2 separate regions of the Mus musculus genome follow, and region 2 is linked to region 1. A link is a contact called in public Micro-C data. All regions are on one chromosome and are shown on one strand. Each heading gives the region's core, a stretch centred on a gene start, on an enhancer-like site or on the middle of the called end of the contact. The rest is flanking DNA. Distances are from core to core; before and after follow the strand shown.

What was found. A called contact is a pair of places that touch in the nucleus more often than the background predicts.
Region 2: a contact with region 1 is called in a Micro-C map of stem cell-derived neurons, with 4 times the contacts expected there. The contact joins the enhancer-like site here to the promoter of Apobec2 in region 1. A contact is called at or near these places in 22 of 484 Hi-C or Micro-C datasets (the G1E-ER4 cell line, cardiomyocytes, embryonic fibroblasts and 12 more), 5 of 115 datasets of contacts at active chromatin or transcription factors (embryonic stem cells, pancreatic cancer cells and stem cell-derived epiblast-like cells) and 3 of 9 other capture datasets (adipose tissue, embryonic stem cells and pancreatic islet).

What each region holds. Positions count from the first base shown.
Region 1 is chr17:48,428,223-48,435,914 of GRCm38.p6, forward strand. Apobec2 (apolipoprotein B mRNA editing enzyme, catalytic polypeptide 2) reads right to left here and starts at 4,506. Exons shown (of 3, transcript NM_009694.3): 1 at 4,257-4,506. The coding sequence starts at 4,387.
Region 2 is chr17:48,500,263-48,507,954 of GRCm38.p6, forward strand. It overlaps a transcript of Unc5cl not described here. Among named protein-coding and RNA genes, the nearest start is that of Unc5cl, 49 kb to the left of the region's middle. Within about 2 kb of position 5,064, at least 24 of the 459 cell types and tissues checked have an H3K27ac peak or open chromatin away from gene starts, as enhancers often do. A contact at or near this core is called in embryonic stem cells, stem cell-derived epiblast-like cells, stem cell-derived neural progenitor cells and 2 more, where this site is marked.

The DNA.
Region 1 (7,692 bases), core at 3,256-5,755:
GAGAGGAGTGCAGAGCTGAGGAAAGGATGCTAGATTTGCAGGGCTGCAAGAAGTTGTCTGCCTGAGGCAAGCAGGAAGTCTGTGCCTTCTCTGTGGGAGACACTCTTTCCACTCTGTTGATCCGCCCTGAAGGCCAGGGTGGCAGCTGGTGGGCCGTTTCCTGGTTCTAGTAGCACACTCCCCAGCACGTCCAGAGACCAGGGTGGGGAAATGTGACACTAATAGGGCATGGGTGTTATAGCCGATGACTTTAACCCAGCACTTGGGGGTTGGGAGTGGGGGTAGAGATGGGTGGATCTCTGTGAACTGGAAGGCAGCCTGGTCTACTTAATTAGTTCCGGGATAACCAGAGCTACATAGTGAGACCCTGTCTCAAAAAAACACTAAAGCTCAGTGGCTAAAGTGCTTGCTGTTCAAGAGTCAGGACCCAACTTTGAGTCCTCAGAACCTAAGTAAAGAGTCAGATGTGGGAGTGCCCTTGTCTGTAATCCGGGCATTCCTACGGGAATGTGGAAAGCAGAAACAGAATATTTCCTGGCAGCTCACGGGCCATCGATCAGACACAGTGGAAAAAACAAGAGGCCCTGCCTCAAACAGGTGAAAGATGGGGATAGACCCTCAAGGGGGTTCTCCTCTGACCTCCACATGTATGTACATCATGGTGTGCATGCTCCCCACACTCACACAAATGGGTGCACACAAACGTGCACACACACACACACACAACTGATGTTGAAGGCTCACTGCATAGTGAGTAAAACATCCGTTCAGATACAGTAAAATAAGTAAGTGTAGAAGAATAAGATGTGGTTAAAAGAAAACTCATCCTGCCATTTATCCTCAGTCTGCAGGAACCCCTGTGGCAGCAGGCCGTGCTTTCTACAGAAACATATTCGATGTCACTCATGGCAGAGATGGAAAGATGGGGATCACGTTGTCCTCAAGCATCCCTGAGCTTGCTGCAAGGGCATGCCCGGAAAATTCTGTCTGTGCTGAGAACTGCAAGTCTCTCTGTGTTCTGATCTTCTCTGCATAAGCACCCCTCTCTCTGGTCTGCTTCCCATCACAGTGGCTTGCAGAGAGCCTAACACACGGAAGTGCTCATTCATTAGGTCCATTCATTTGCCCCACCAATATTTATTGAGTACCAGTTGAGAGCTGGAGATAAAGTGGTGCAGGAGAGTCTCGTGTAGGAGAGCTATTCTCACGGAAACAAGCAGTGAGCGTGCAATTCATAGCGTGCTAATATTTGTGACTATAAAAGCCCTCTTTGTGGTTTGCTTAGGGGTAGTACTACGCTTTGTAGTCATAAAGTCCTAGAATTCATGCCCTATGACTCTGGCTAACCTTGAGCAAAGTCCCTGTCCCTCTGAGGTGTATTTCTATATGCAAATGAGTGAGTGATCCAATCACTGAGACTTTGAACAATGGTAGATGCTTAATAATGGATAATAGCTTTTCTACGTCTCAGGTCGCATCTTTCAAAAAGCCATCCTGAGTTTAACCAAACCACAGAAAGAGAAACTTCTGGAACTGAGAGAAATATACTCAGCTCTTTGAGGAAAAGAAAAAAATTCCCTAAGCTGTAACATGATTTTTTTTTTTATATATCACAACCACCACCACCATCATTATCATCATCATCGTGTGTATGTTCATTTGTTGCACATGCTGTGTGGTGTGGACAGCAGTCTGTGCATGTCATGCCACCCGTGTGGAAGCCAGAGGACAATTTTGTGAAGTCAGTTCTCCCCTTCCACCTTTGTGTGGGTTCCGGGAATCGAACTCAGGTTGCTGGGCTTGCAGGCCAAGGACCTTTACCTGTTGAGCCATTTTGCAAGCCCAATATTTGCTGATTTCTCTCGTGTAAATCCTGCACTGTGAAGACTTCAGGGTATCAGTGGAAATCCCTGGATACAGGCCAGGGAAGAGGTGGGCAGAGTCTCCTCTCCAGATGGGAGGAACTGCCTTCATCACACACTGTGGTTTGAGACCCTTTTCAGAATCTTCCACCATCTTTCTTTGTTCTTATGCTCAGGACTGCTTTCTGTCTATCTGTCCATCTGAAGTACCCCATGTAAACAATCACAACAGACAAGTCTCTCTCATTCCTCTATAAACACTCCTCTCCCCGATCTGTTCCCTGCAAAGCACCCCCCCCCCCCCACTCTTCTACTGGTTTCAGCCCAAATCTAAGGAGCATTTTAGACTGGTTCCCTGTGGAGTCTAGACTAGGAAGGGAGCAGCTTCGCCGGCCCTTTGGAAAGGAAGGAAAGGCGAGCCATCTTTGCTGGCCCTGCAAAGGCACAGCCACACCTCTGGGCTATTTTAAGTAACTGTTTATCCAGAGAGGCCCAAGAGACAGATCACCACAGCTGCTGTCTGTGTCCAGGAAACACTCAGAGTCCTGCCTCCATCCAGAAGTGCTCTCAGAGATCTCAGAATGGTACCCCTCTGTGTCCCTTTCCCTGAGCCGTGAGTCATAGAAAACCTCTAACTCTCATTACCGTGGGAGACCTGTGGGCCAGACACTTGGCTAGGAGTCCTAAAACCTACAGCTTCCTGGTTCTGTGGTCTTAGGTATATTGTTTCGTTTCCCTGACTCTGCTTCTCCTCCCCTCTCCCCTCTCTCCTCTCCCCTCTCCCCTCTCCCCTCTCCCCTCTCCCCTCTCCCCTCTCCCCTCTCCCTTCTCCCATCTCCTCTCTCTCTCTCTCTGCATTACCTGAGGGTGAATAAGCATATTCTCTTCACTATGTGTTGTAAAGCCTTAGACAAATGCCAGTTACTTCAGAGAACCTTTAGGCTCCATTTCCCCGGGACCCCAATACATCTTCACTTTAAAAAAAGGTCTAATTTTATTGTTGACCCACCTTGCCCTGTACCTGGGAGATCAAAAGCTGCATAGAGTGGAAGGTATGTGTGTAACCCAGGACAGCATGGTCCAGGATGCTCGGGTGTCAGTAAAAGGATCCTCTCCCATAGGCGAGCCACTGGAATGGAGGACCCTGCTGGCCTATTTGCCCTAGGCTTCCCCTGTGTCTATATTAGTCTGTGCCCAGCTGCTGCCTTAATCCTAGGATGAGCGCAAGATGATCTGGGCGAGCAAGAGTGAATGGAAGTTCAATGCCTACTCACATCTCAGAAACCAAGCAACACTTCCCCCTGGGTTCTCTTAGAAGTCAGAAAATATCTGAGCAGGAAGGGACATTAAGAATCAAGTCGGGTAGCTTCCTCATGTTTGAAACAAGAAAGTAGAGGCCAGGCCTGGAGCAATACAGGTCAAGCATAAAACAGCAAGTCCAAACTGCTCCCCAGGGCTGCTCCTCCTCCTTCAGGCCTTTGTTCCTCCTGAGACTTGGTGTGCCCCCACCCAGCCTTTGCGCGCATTGCTGGAGAAATGCTATGAAGGGAACCGAAGTTCAGGAAGGAAACTTGGATTTAGCGGCATCTTCCTCTCTAGGAATAGAGAGAGATAAGGAGAAAGGCTACTTGCATTCATTTCTGGGGGCAACACAATCTGGACAAGAGGGGACCCTGTAGACTAACTTGAGCCCAGTGGCTATAAACTGTGCTTAAGCTTCCAGTATCTGCAGCTTGGAGATGACTTCTTGCTGGGGCCATCTTTAAATATGCCGTTCTCACTGAACTTGTTGGGATTGGGCTATATGCACAGGCAGATGATGTCCGATACCCCGCAAGACCGATCGCTGCCAGGGCCCCTTCTCCTTCTCCACAGCATCCATACCACCACTCTTCCAGAAACTTCTCTCAGTATGGCACCCATTCTGCCTTTGCACATTTGCAGAGACTGCCATGAAGAAAATGTTATGTAGTTTCATTCTGGGGGTTCCATTCCTTCCACATCCTCCTGATTACAGGGTCTAAGTTGTCACCTCAAAAAGCCAAGAGTATCTGGACCTGGTGTTAGCTGCTTTTAATCCCAGCAATGAAGAGGCAGAGGCAGGAGGAGGATCGCTGTGAGTTCAAGACCAGCCTGGTCTACATAGTGCGATCCAGGCCAGCCAGAGTTACATGGTAAAACACTGATTCAAATTAATTAATTAATTAATTAATTAATTAATTAATTAATTAAAAAAGACAAGAGGCCTTTGCTGCCCAGAAGCCTCCTGCTAGCATGCTGGACGCACAGCTTGTGGCTGACCTTGGGCTTCCCTATTCTTGTCCTAACCTTCCACAGCCTGCTCAGACCCCACCCTTTCCCAGGCAGGAGCCCCAGCCCCCACACAAGGCTTACCCAGTGACAATCTCGAAGGGCGGAAGATCGATCAGCTCTTTCAGCTTCTCAGGGTCTTCCAGGTTCTCCAAATCATCTCCATTCTGAGAGGCTGGCGCCGCAGCCTCAGCGGCCTCTTCCTTCTGAGCCATGGAGGAACTGTGGCCGAAATGTGGAGAGGTTGTCAAGCCAGCCAAGGGCCTGGCGGCAGAGTCCCAAGCAGCTGTCAGCAGCTAAGCCTGGCTGGGGATGACAGAGAGAGGACCGGATTTGGTGCTCCCCACAACTCAGCTGCAGGCTTTATAAGCAGGCCCTCCCGCCCCACCCTTGGAGCTCTCTCACTCATCTTTTTTTAATTGGATGACTGACAGGGTGACAGGGTGGGGGAATGGAAACTCTGGCCATGTGTATTCCCCCTATTTATCAGCAGGCAGACAGGAAGCTGGCAGGTGGGGAGGGCTGGGCCAATTCTACCCCGTCTCTCCTCTCTCGTTTACCCAGACTCGACTGAGTTTTAGGGGAGAAGGCCTCTCATTGTTTTAAACAGATAAGGCCTGTGATGAAGGAGGGACTTGTAGTGACCCCCCTCCCCCGCCCACGTTGGGGGGAACTCGGGTTTAGGAAAAGAGGGTCTTTGTGGGACATGAGTTAGAAACCAATGATTTGAGAGGAGAATGTCTGTTGCTACTCAGGGTCTGCATGTTATGTTCGTTGTGAGCCCGAGTGGGTAGGTGGATGGATGCGCGTTTGCGCATGCGCACGAGCATATGCTCGCCCGTGAGTGCATCGGCCAGAAGACCTGATCAGGTGCCTTCCTCTGTCAATCTCCACCTATTTCTTTGAGGCAGGCCATCTCCTTAAACCTAATGCTTCACACTCCGAGTTAGGCTTGAAGGCAGTAAACCCCCGGCCATCCTCAGGCCTCTGCCCTGCTCAGAGTCTTCGTCCCCTTCATCAGTCCTGTGCCTGCCTGAGGGCGCATGCTGAGCAGATGCTCTGTTGGCAACGGTTCCAGGCACTGAGGTGCAGAACAGACCAAAGGAAGAAGCAAAGAAAAGCCCTGCTCTCCCGGAGCTTGCAGGGGTCAGCTGCTATATCCGCTAAGTAAAATAACTTCATGTGTTTTGGTAAGTGCTGGGGAGAACTGGCAAGGAAGCATCTGAAAAAGACAAAGAGTGAGATTACATTTTGAAAAGATGTTTACTTTTTCTTTATTTCCTTGTTTGTTCTTGAGAAAGAGTCTCTCTGTCTTGACCAGCCTGGCCTTGAACCCACAAAGGCATGTGCCACTACACCTGATCCTTATTTTTTATTTTTAGTTATCTGCTGTTAAGTCTCTGGGTGCATATATGCATATAAGTGCAGATGCCTGCAGAGGCCAGAAGAGGGCGTCAGATACCTTGGAGGTGGAATGCAGGAAGCTATGAGCTGCCCCATGTGGGTACTGTATTCCAGTCGTCTGCAAGAGCAATGTGTGCTCGTAACTTCTGGGCCATCTATCTCTTTAGCCCCAAGATTACATTTTGATAAGGAAGGACTTTGGAAAGAAACGGATCAGTCCAAAGGAGACAAAGGAAACATTCATCTGACTATCTAAAAGGAAAGTTCTCCGAGCAGACGTGGAGGGGGTGGGGGAAGAGGTAGGGGAAGGTGTGTACAGGAGAATTCTTAGGGGTGGGGACAGAGGCCCTGAGATTTACTGCTGTGCTCCAGGAAGCAGCAGGGACAGCTGAGTGATTGGATAGTCTTTGGAAGGGAAGCCAGAAGGAGAACAAGCTATGCAGATATGCTGGGATATATGTCTCACTTCTGGTTCAGTGTAGTGAGGCAGAGTGAAATCCCAGCATCTGAGAAGAGGCAGAAAAACCAGGAGTTCAAGGCCAGCATTAACTATATACTGAGGATGAGGCTATTCTGGGCTATAAGAGACCCTTCTACAAGCTATACTATACTATACTATACTATACTATACTATACTATACTATACTATACTGGGGAACCCATTAGAAGACGAGTCAAGCCAGCTCGAGAAGAAGTTGAAGTAGGATGACATTGTAGGGCAGTGGGCAGTTTGTAGCTCACGTGATGAATACTTAGCAGGCCCCCCTCCACGTTTCTATACTTGGTGGTACGAGTGCTCTAGACTCTCCAGGGAAATGGAAAAGTAGCCAAGACCACCTGCTGGCTGCAATGTTAAATCTCGGTTGCAGGTAGAAAGGCTTGGCACTTAACTTAGTAGAGTACTTGCTTAGCATGCCAAAGCCCTGAGTTCAATTCCCAGCCCTGAATAAACCAGAGATAAATAAATCCCACACTGGGGAGGTAGAGGCAGGAGGACCAGAAGTTCAAGGTCATCTTTGGCTCTGTAACAAGTTTAAAGCTAGCCTGACCAAATGAGGCTCTGTCTTTTTTTTTTTTTTTAAGGTATTCTTGAGATGTGGTCTGGAGTCAGACTAGAGAAGAGGAGTCAGGATGGGCTGGGTGTGGGACTTCCTTTTCGGGAGTTCTGAGCAGCATAGGGTACCATTCATATGGGTTCTGAGCCTTCATAGTGCTCAGGATGGTCATGCTGCACCCCCCCCCCCCAGTTGTGTCATCAGAATTACCACAAATGTCGCTCTTGTCACCTGGGACTTTCTAGTCAGACAACAAATTATCTGTTTTTCCTTCTCATTAAATCGATTACAGAAAGTATTCCTGTCTGGAGATTACAATATAAATCTCAGGAGACTCAAGCCCACGTTGGAGGAAAACAGCGCCCATGACCACAAAGCAATGCCAGAACCGGCTGCAAACAGCAAAAGGCGTTTGTTATGACACAAGCAAGCAGCATTGAGATGCAAAGCATTTGCTTTATTCTTTTGATTTAATCAACATCTACTGAGCTCGCCTATGAGCCAGGTGCCATAGTGAATATCAAGAATGCAGAGATGAACATACAGGTCCTGCATCTTTATAACAACTGTGGGGCAATAATCCGACACTCAAGCATGCCCCATCCCGTTCAGTCTCACGCATGTGAATTATTGGGCTCTCGTTGCAAGTTAAGGGGCTGAATGCTTGGGAAAAGACACTGACTTGTGTAAGGCCAGCACGGGTTTGTGGGCAGGGCTTCTAGCCAGGTCCAGTCTCATTTCTCGGGCTGTATCCAGATACTCCTTACTTGGCATCTCTGAATATGAGGGGGATGGCTCAGTGGTTGAAGGGATCACCACGCAAAGACCAGAGTTTGGATACCCATAACACACATAAATACCACCACGTATGTGTCTTGGTTCGCCTGTAATTCCAGCCTCCGGAGGCAGAGAGACGGGATCTCCAGAGAGATCTGACTAGCAAGGCTAGACATATCTGGAGCTCTGTTTGTTTGAGAGGCCCTGCCTCAGTGTAATAAGATGGAAGAGTGATGGATCAGCCTTGGGCCTTCCACATGCATGCACATGAACATGCATGCCCA
Region 2 (7,692 bases), core at 3,814-6,313, 73 kb after region 1:
AGCATCATAGATGCAATCACCAGCAAGGAGTAAAGATAGGTAGGCAAAGCTTCATTGCTTCTCCCTTGGACCTCCTAATATCCAGACTGCCACTGGCTCGTTCTGTCCACTCTGGAACTGTGTCTTCCCCTCTCAGTTTTGCCGCCTAGAGGTGTCTCAGTTGATTCTAGATCCCAGCAAATTGGTCACTGAGATTAACCCTCAATTCCCTAAATGCTGTGTGAGGCTGATTCAGCTGTGGACCATCTGTAGGAAGCAAGGTGGGAAGGATTCTACCTATGTGAACTAAAGGTGATGGGCTTAAGGAGTGCTGTTTATCTCTGTTTGGCAAGCAAAGATGAAGTATAGGCAGGGCTGGAGAGATGGATCAGCAAATAAGAGTGCTTGCCGCTTTTGTAGAGGACCCGAGTTCAGTCCCCAGGACCAGTGTGATGGTTCACAACTGCCTGTAACTCCGGTTCTAGGAGACCCAATGCCTCTGCTGGTACTGCACAGACATACGTCCAGCAAGCACTCATACATGTGAAATAAAAATAAGTAAATCCTAACAAAAATATTAAATAAGGCATTCTTTAGAGAAAGTTTTTGAATGTCCATCAAAGATATTGAATGCAGTGAAACCTAGTTGTTAGTGTGCTGCTTTCCCGCTCCAGCGGGGAAAGCTTTTCCAATTGGAAAGAAGAGAATAAACATCACTAAGAGGAGAATGAAGTAAGGCCAGGGGAGAAGTCTGTAAAGCCAGCGGCAGCAAAGGACAATGAACTTGGGACTTTGAGCCTGGTGAATTATGTCTACAGCCTTGGAGGGACTGGATGTGATTTCAGAGCCACTATTGTTAGTCTTTGATGAATTATGGGGGATGGGGATCCTGCACAAAGACAAAAGGTGGGCGTATGAGCTCTTGACATTCAAAATGCAGAGAGGTGTGACTTCTGGAAGGGACAGAACACTCAGCTGGGGTGTTGTCACCTACAGGGGTAATGTGACACTTTCAGCAAAAGCGGGTTTGAATCTTGGCTCTGATCCTGGATGGAGTCAGGGCCAAGGCAAAAAGCTTGGCAGTCAAATCCTCATTTAACAGCCAGGCGGTGTCACAAGGGTCAAACTCAGGGTAGAGATGGACCCATTGTGAAAGGGGACGGGAGGGTCTCCTCATTGCTCTCTCCATAGTTTATGCTGTGGGTCTCCAGCAGCCATGTTTGTCTGTCTTAGGTTGGTTTCCTCCATAGCAGACCCCAAGGACTTGGGTAAAACCATGAGGAAGTCTTTCCAGGAAATGTTGGCAGAATGAGAGGAAGCAGGTCAGTGAGGTTGGGTGTCTTAGTTAGGGTTTTACTGCTGTGAACAGACACCATGACCAAGGCAACTCTTATATGGACGTTTAATTGGAAGTGGCTCATAAGTTCAGAGGTTCAGTCCACTATCATCCAGGCAGGAGCATGGTAAGCATCCAGGCAGGCTCTGTAACCTTTAGTTATGAAATTAAATAAAACAGAGCCACTGCTGAGGCCAAGTCTATCAGAACACATGAGCCCATGTGGGGACATTTCACATTCAAACTACAACAGGACAGGAGGAAGGATGGGTGATAGTAAGTCTCATGGAAGGTAAGTGCTGAGCTATCCAGGGGACAGTGTGTCTCTCTCTCCAGGATTGCCTCGATCAGGGTACATTACCCTCTCCTACTGCCAGTCACACTGAATAAGAGATAGCATAGGGACAGGGATCCCCGGAGTAAGGCAGTCTGAGTGCACTCATCTCCTGAGACCACTGCTTAGTCCCCCGGGAGGTGTTTATCAGAAAGACAGGCCAGCCTTGCTGATTTAGAAATAGATGACCTCCACAGCCCAGCCCACACCAGATATCTGCCTGACAATAAAACTTTCCTTCTTGGCTAGACAACACATCTCTGGGGACTAGCTATAGTCAGACAAGGCACTACCTAGGCCATTTCTGCTCCCCATGATAGCAAGAGAAACCAAAGCTAGAGAGCTATGTGAGAATTCTTACAATGTACACTGGAAAGTATGTATGACTTCCGCGCACACTTAATAGATCAAAGCAAGGCTCATGTCTGAGGCTGTGGCTGTGGCTGTGGCGGTGGCTGTGGCTATGGCTATGGCTATGGTTGTGACTGTTTCTGTAGCAGATATAGAGCCTCTAAGTACTGGGGACGACAGCACAGCCTTTCTGGAGAGGCTGAAACATCATTCTGTCTCAAATATAGCCGTTGTATGCTGGTTGGAAGACTGACAAGCCAGATTGTCAGGAGGACCTGACAGGAGCGGCTGTGTGTGTGTGTGTGTGTGTGTGTGTGTGTGTGTGTGTACGTGTGCATGCAAGCAGAACTGTACTTTCTTCCCTAAAGATGATTTCATGCTTGTTGGATCCATCATGCTTGGGAAACCCTTCTGCTGACCAGCAAGTGCTGCTTAGAAGAAACTCTAGTCACATAGCTGCCAGCCACATCAGATCCTAATTACCTGATAAACACCTCTTACCTGGGTCTATTTTTTCCCCAGTCCTTCTTGTCCCACACCCTCACCAACCTTTTTGTCTCAATTTCATTTCTTCTCTGGTCCTCAAGACAGTGATTCCTCCATGGTCATTTAACATTTCTATCTTCTAGCCAAACATGGTGGTGTACACCCTTAGTCTCAGCACTCAGGAGACAGACTCAGACAGAGTTCCAGGACAGCCTGATTTACAGAGCAAGTTCCAGGACAGCCAGGGCTACACAGAGAAACCCTGTCTCAAAACAAACAAACAAACAAACAATAAAACAAAACACCAGCATACTTCCCAGGCCCCCAAAGAAACAAAAAAACAAAGGAGGGCATTGGCCACTTTGGGGTGGACAGGTTCTACTGCTTGTACGTCTGTGACAAAGGGGCTGCAGAAATGAAGACATTCTAAAGAGACACCTGTTGCTCCAATTTGACTGTCAAACTATTGAAACAATGGACCCCAAGAAATGGTGATTTCCTCAGAAATCTCAAGCTCGGAGAAGAAAAGGAAGGAGGTTTACTTCTTGTCCAAGCACCTGGTAGGAAGCGATCGGAGTCGGGTCCTAGTCAGAGTTACCATTGCTGTGATGAACACCATGATCAAATTGAGCTGGGGAAGAAAGGGTTTATTCAGTTTACAATTCTATACTATAGTCCATCACTGAGGGAAGTCAGGACAAACCGCAACAGGGCAGGAACCTGGAGGCAGGAACTGATGCAGTGGCCATGGAGGAGTGCTGCTTACTGGCTTGCTCCTCATGGCTTGCTTAGCCTGCTTTCTGATAGAACCCAGGACCATTTGCCCAGGGTTTGCCCCACCCACAATGGGCGGGGCCCTCCCCCCATCAGTCATGATTATAAGTCATGCCCCACTGGCTTGTTTACAGCCTGGTCTTATGGAGGCGTTTTCTTCATTGAGGCCCCCACCTCTCCGATGATTCCAGCTGTGTCAAGTTGACATAAAACCAGCCAATACATCCGGATAACGGTGTGTCAGTGGTGGGCAGCATCACAGATTGACCTGCACATACATGCAGTACGTGCAGATTCCCAGCTCTCTGTTTAAAATGTAATCCCACTTGATGAGCCCCCCAAATAGACTTGAGGAGTCACTAGGTCACTTGCCCTTTTCTCAGTGTGCCCACATTGGATACATTTCCGTGCTCTGCTTTCCATCTTAATTGGCTTATTGAAGACTGGTGGCTGAGCTTGACTTATTGGGGTATAGGGTGTGACTCCAAGTTTGGTAACTCACCTAAGCAGTGAGCTCTGATGACGACTTTCTCTGGGGAGCTGTTTTCTTCCTCCTCTTCCTCTTCTTCATCTCTTTCTTCACTTCTTCGTTGGAATGTGTGTGTGTCTGTCGGTCTATCTGTCCATCTGTTCTCTCTCTGTGTGTGTCTGTTTCTCTGTATGTGTCTTTCTGTGTCTCTGTGTGTGTGTGTCTAGCTGCCTGTGTGTGCCTGTGTGTCTGTGTGTCTCTGTGTGTGTCTGACTATCAGTCTCTCTCTCTGTGTGTCTCTTTCTCTGTGTCTCTGTGTGTCTATATATGTGTGTGTCTGTCTGTCTGACTATCTCTCTGTGTGTCTGTTTCTCTGTGTGTCTTTCTGTGTCTCTGTGTGTTTCTATCTGTGCATGTGTCTTTGTGTGTGACTGTCAGTCTGTGTGTGTGTCTTGAGGCAGGAGCTCATGTCTCCCAGGGTGGCCCTGATCTCTCTATGTGGTCTAGGATAAAAGGGTGACCCTGAACTCCTGACTCTTTTCCTCCACTTCCCCAGGGCTGGGGTGGCAGCTTGTGGCCCACCAGGCCTGGTTTACATAGAGCTGGGGATGGAGCCTCAGACAAGCACCCTACTGGCTAAGTTGCATCCTAGCTCCTGTTTTCATGATTAAAAAGAACATTCACAACCCTACCTCTAAGTCATCAGCCAGGAAAGAGGCCACCCCATGGCCCAGCCTTCTCTCTCTCTAGTCCTCCCTGTTCCTGGTGCTGGAGACTCTCATGCCTGATTCACCTGCAGAGCTGAGCTCACTATGTCTGTTGGTGACTTCTGTGGGGTCAGCGCTGTATGCTGTGATTTTGGGGGCCTCAGACCAGCTGTGATCAGACCTTGCCAGAAGGGAGCTTTTGTTTGCAGGCTTTTTCTGGGTCACAGCTACAGGCACCCCATTTCCATTCTGGAATGGAAAGCTGAAAGGGAGGCAGTTTTATTTCCCTGTATTTTGCCTCCTTATCAACCGGGACAGTTTGTTGTTCTTTCTGATTCTTAGATCCGGAATTTCAGCACTGGAAAAGGCTCCCCTGCTGTTTCATTCAAGCAGACAAAAACCTCAGAGCTTAGCTCCCTACAGAGCATCTTGGCGATTCAGCATGAAGAATATTTTTAATTGTCATTCCCAATTAGACACTCCATACTTCCTAGTGTATCCACCTGACTTTGATGTCTGTACAGGCCCATTCTCTACCTGGCTCTGTTTTGTTGTTTTTACTGGCCTTAGCAGGGTCTTTTGTGAGCTGGTAATTTGGTCCCTGGTCTCTTAGCAACCAGGAACTTTTCCAGCTGACTGCTGAACCAGACTTGGGAGTTGCAAAGTTTATCAGAGCTCTCATGAAGGACAGAGTCTGTCCCAGAGCTGGTGATTTTAAATGAATATTTGGATAAGACATTTTATCTAGTGCTTCAGGACAGGAGTACTCACAAAGGCAGCAGGCACAAAGTGTATATGTGGAGACTGGTATGGCCCAGATTGTCTCCTGTTCCCAGCTGATCCATTGTTCCCTGACCCAGTAGTGCCAGGCACTTCCTGTCCTCTGAGATGTACCCAGTAAGAAGTGGTCATGCCTTAGCCTTGGAGAGGTCCCTCCAATGTGCTGTTTCTTCTCAGGGCCATGGCCAACATGGTCCATATACACTTAGTACCTGCCCACTGTATCTGAGCTGTTTGCTCAGAGAGATATACAGATCACAACGGAGCCTCATAGAACTCACAGTTTAGGAGGGAAGGCACACAGATAAATGCCCTACAGTCCAGGGTACAGACAAGCACATTATTAACTTGGCCTTCTCCTCAGTGGAGTACTCCATTTTGATGCAGGCTCTTTATTAAGTCTGGCAGTGGGCTGGTCCGGCTCTCAGAGAAACTCTGCTGGAACAGTCGTCAGTGGTATGTACATTTGGCTTGCCTAGGCTAGATAGCTCGGAGCCTGTGGATGAGGCCTGGCTTCTCAGAGCCAGACAGAGGAGTGTAGATGCTCATCTATGCCCCCACCTTGATGAGTACCCAGCATTACTTCTAAGCATGTTGACTGCTCAGAGGGTAAAGGCACTTCCTGACAAGGCTGACAACCTGAGTTCTATCCCTAGAACCCACAGGGTGTGAGGAGCTAACATACTCTGGCAAGTTGTCCTCAGATGATATGGCACGTGTCCTCTTGAATCTCCCTTCGAATAAATAAATGCACATAAATTAAACAGTGCTATGTGGGTAGAGGGGATCATGAGCAATGGGAGATACAGACCCGTGACTTCACAGGAGAGTGGAAAGATTTATAGTTATATTCAAAAGCACCACAGTAGGAAAGGGTATTCGGGGGCAGGAGTTATGGATTCTAGGGTGGCACTGTCCTGCTCTTCCTCACAATGTGACCTTATGTTAGCTACTTGTCTGCTTGGAACCCTTCTAATTTAGATGAGCAGTAGAGGAGGCGGCTCAAAACCACTTACTATGTGTGAGTGGAGTGTTTGCCGTAGGAGCAATTGAATAGGTGAACTGTTGGATAGACACAAGCCTTCGAATTTTCAAGCTGAGGCTCAAGGACTGTGGTCTAGTTCTGTGGTTTTATAGATAAGAAAATTGAGGTTTGGAGGAGTTAAAGGTCTTAGGCATGGTCCAGGAGTGAGCCCGTGGTGCCAGGGACAAGCAGGCCCCAGGTCACCGAACCACATATTATACCAGGCCATAAAACTCAGGTATTATACAGTTACACATGGATTGTCACCTAAACATCCACCGTCAGGAGGTCTTTCCTTCCATGGGCCTGAAAGATCACGCATAAGAAGCCATCTGGAACCTCCCATTATGTGAAACCTGGAAAGTCATTAGCTGTGCTTAGCCGCTTGGTGGCCAGAGCTGTGTCTGTAGCCGGCTCTTCTTGGGCCCTTAGCCCAGGATAGCCGCAGAGAACAGAGCTGAGGTGTGGGTTGAGGAGAGGTGAGCTTGATTTCTGGTTTGGGTTCTGATGTGTCTCATACCAGCCATATTCAGAAGTGGTTCTTGTGCATATATAATAGAGTGATTGAGTTAAATAATAGATGACAAGAGGCCACGGGAGGTGGAGGAGCAAAGGAGAGGAAGTCTAATTTCAGATTAAATTGGAAAGGACACTAAGCCCCTGAGAGACGGCTCTGAGAAGGCAGATGAGGCCAGTGGAACCAGGAACAAAAAGAGTTGGCGAGATGAGTCACCGTGTGGTTCATTAAGGCCCTAGGAGCAAGGGAAGAGGAGGGGAAGGGGAGGGAAGGATGGAGGGGGTAAGGGGGAACAGAAGGAGAGGGGAGAAAGATGAGGAGAGAGGGGGAAAATGACAGAGAGGGAGAGGAAGAGATCCAGCCCAGTGTGGTAATAAAAAGTGGGAAAATACTGTAGTCACTTTTCAAGGAATTGGATTCCTGTATCTGAATTTAGAATTTGACTTTGTATTTGAACATAGATACACATGCAGACACAGTCACACAGGCACAGATACAGAGACACAGTCAAACACACACAGTCACACACACATCGTCACACACAGAGAGACACATAGACACACAGACAGACAAACTGACACATACAAAGAGACAGACATACAGAGACAGACAGACAGATAGACAGACACACACACGCACACACACACACATGTGCGCGTGTGTTTAGCATATTCTCAAATCCACTTTCATGTCACACACACACACACATGATTTTATGTGTTTATGGACAGCATACTCACATAAGTGACAGACATGTAATATTTGTCTTTCTGAGACTGGCATAATTCACTCAGTGTGATGATCTCTACAATACACACTTTCTTCCTTTAGGACAGAACTTTGTTTTTTCTTACAGCTGAAAGAAAACCCATTGTGTATATAAACCACACTTTCTCCGTATGTTGCTCTCTTGTGGGGCACCCAGTTTGGTTCCA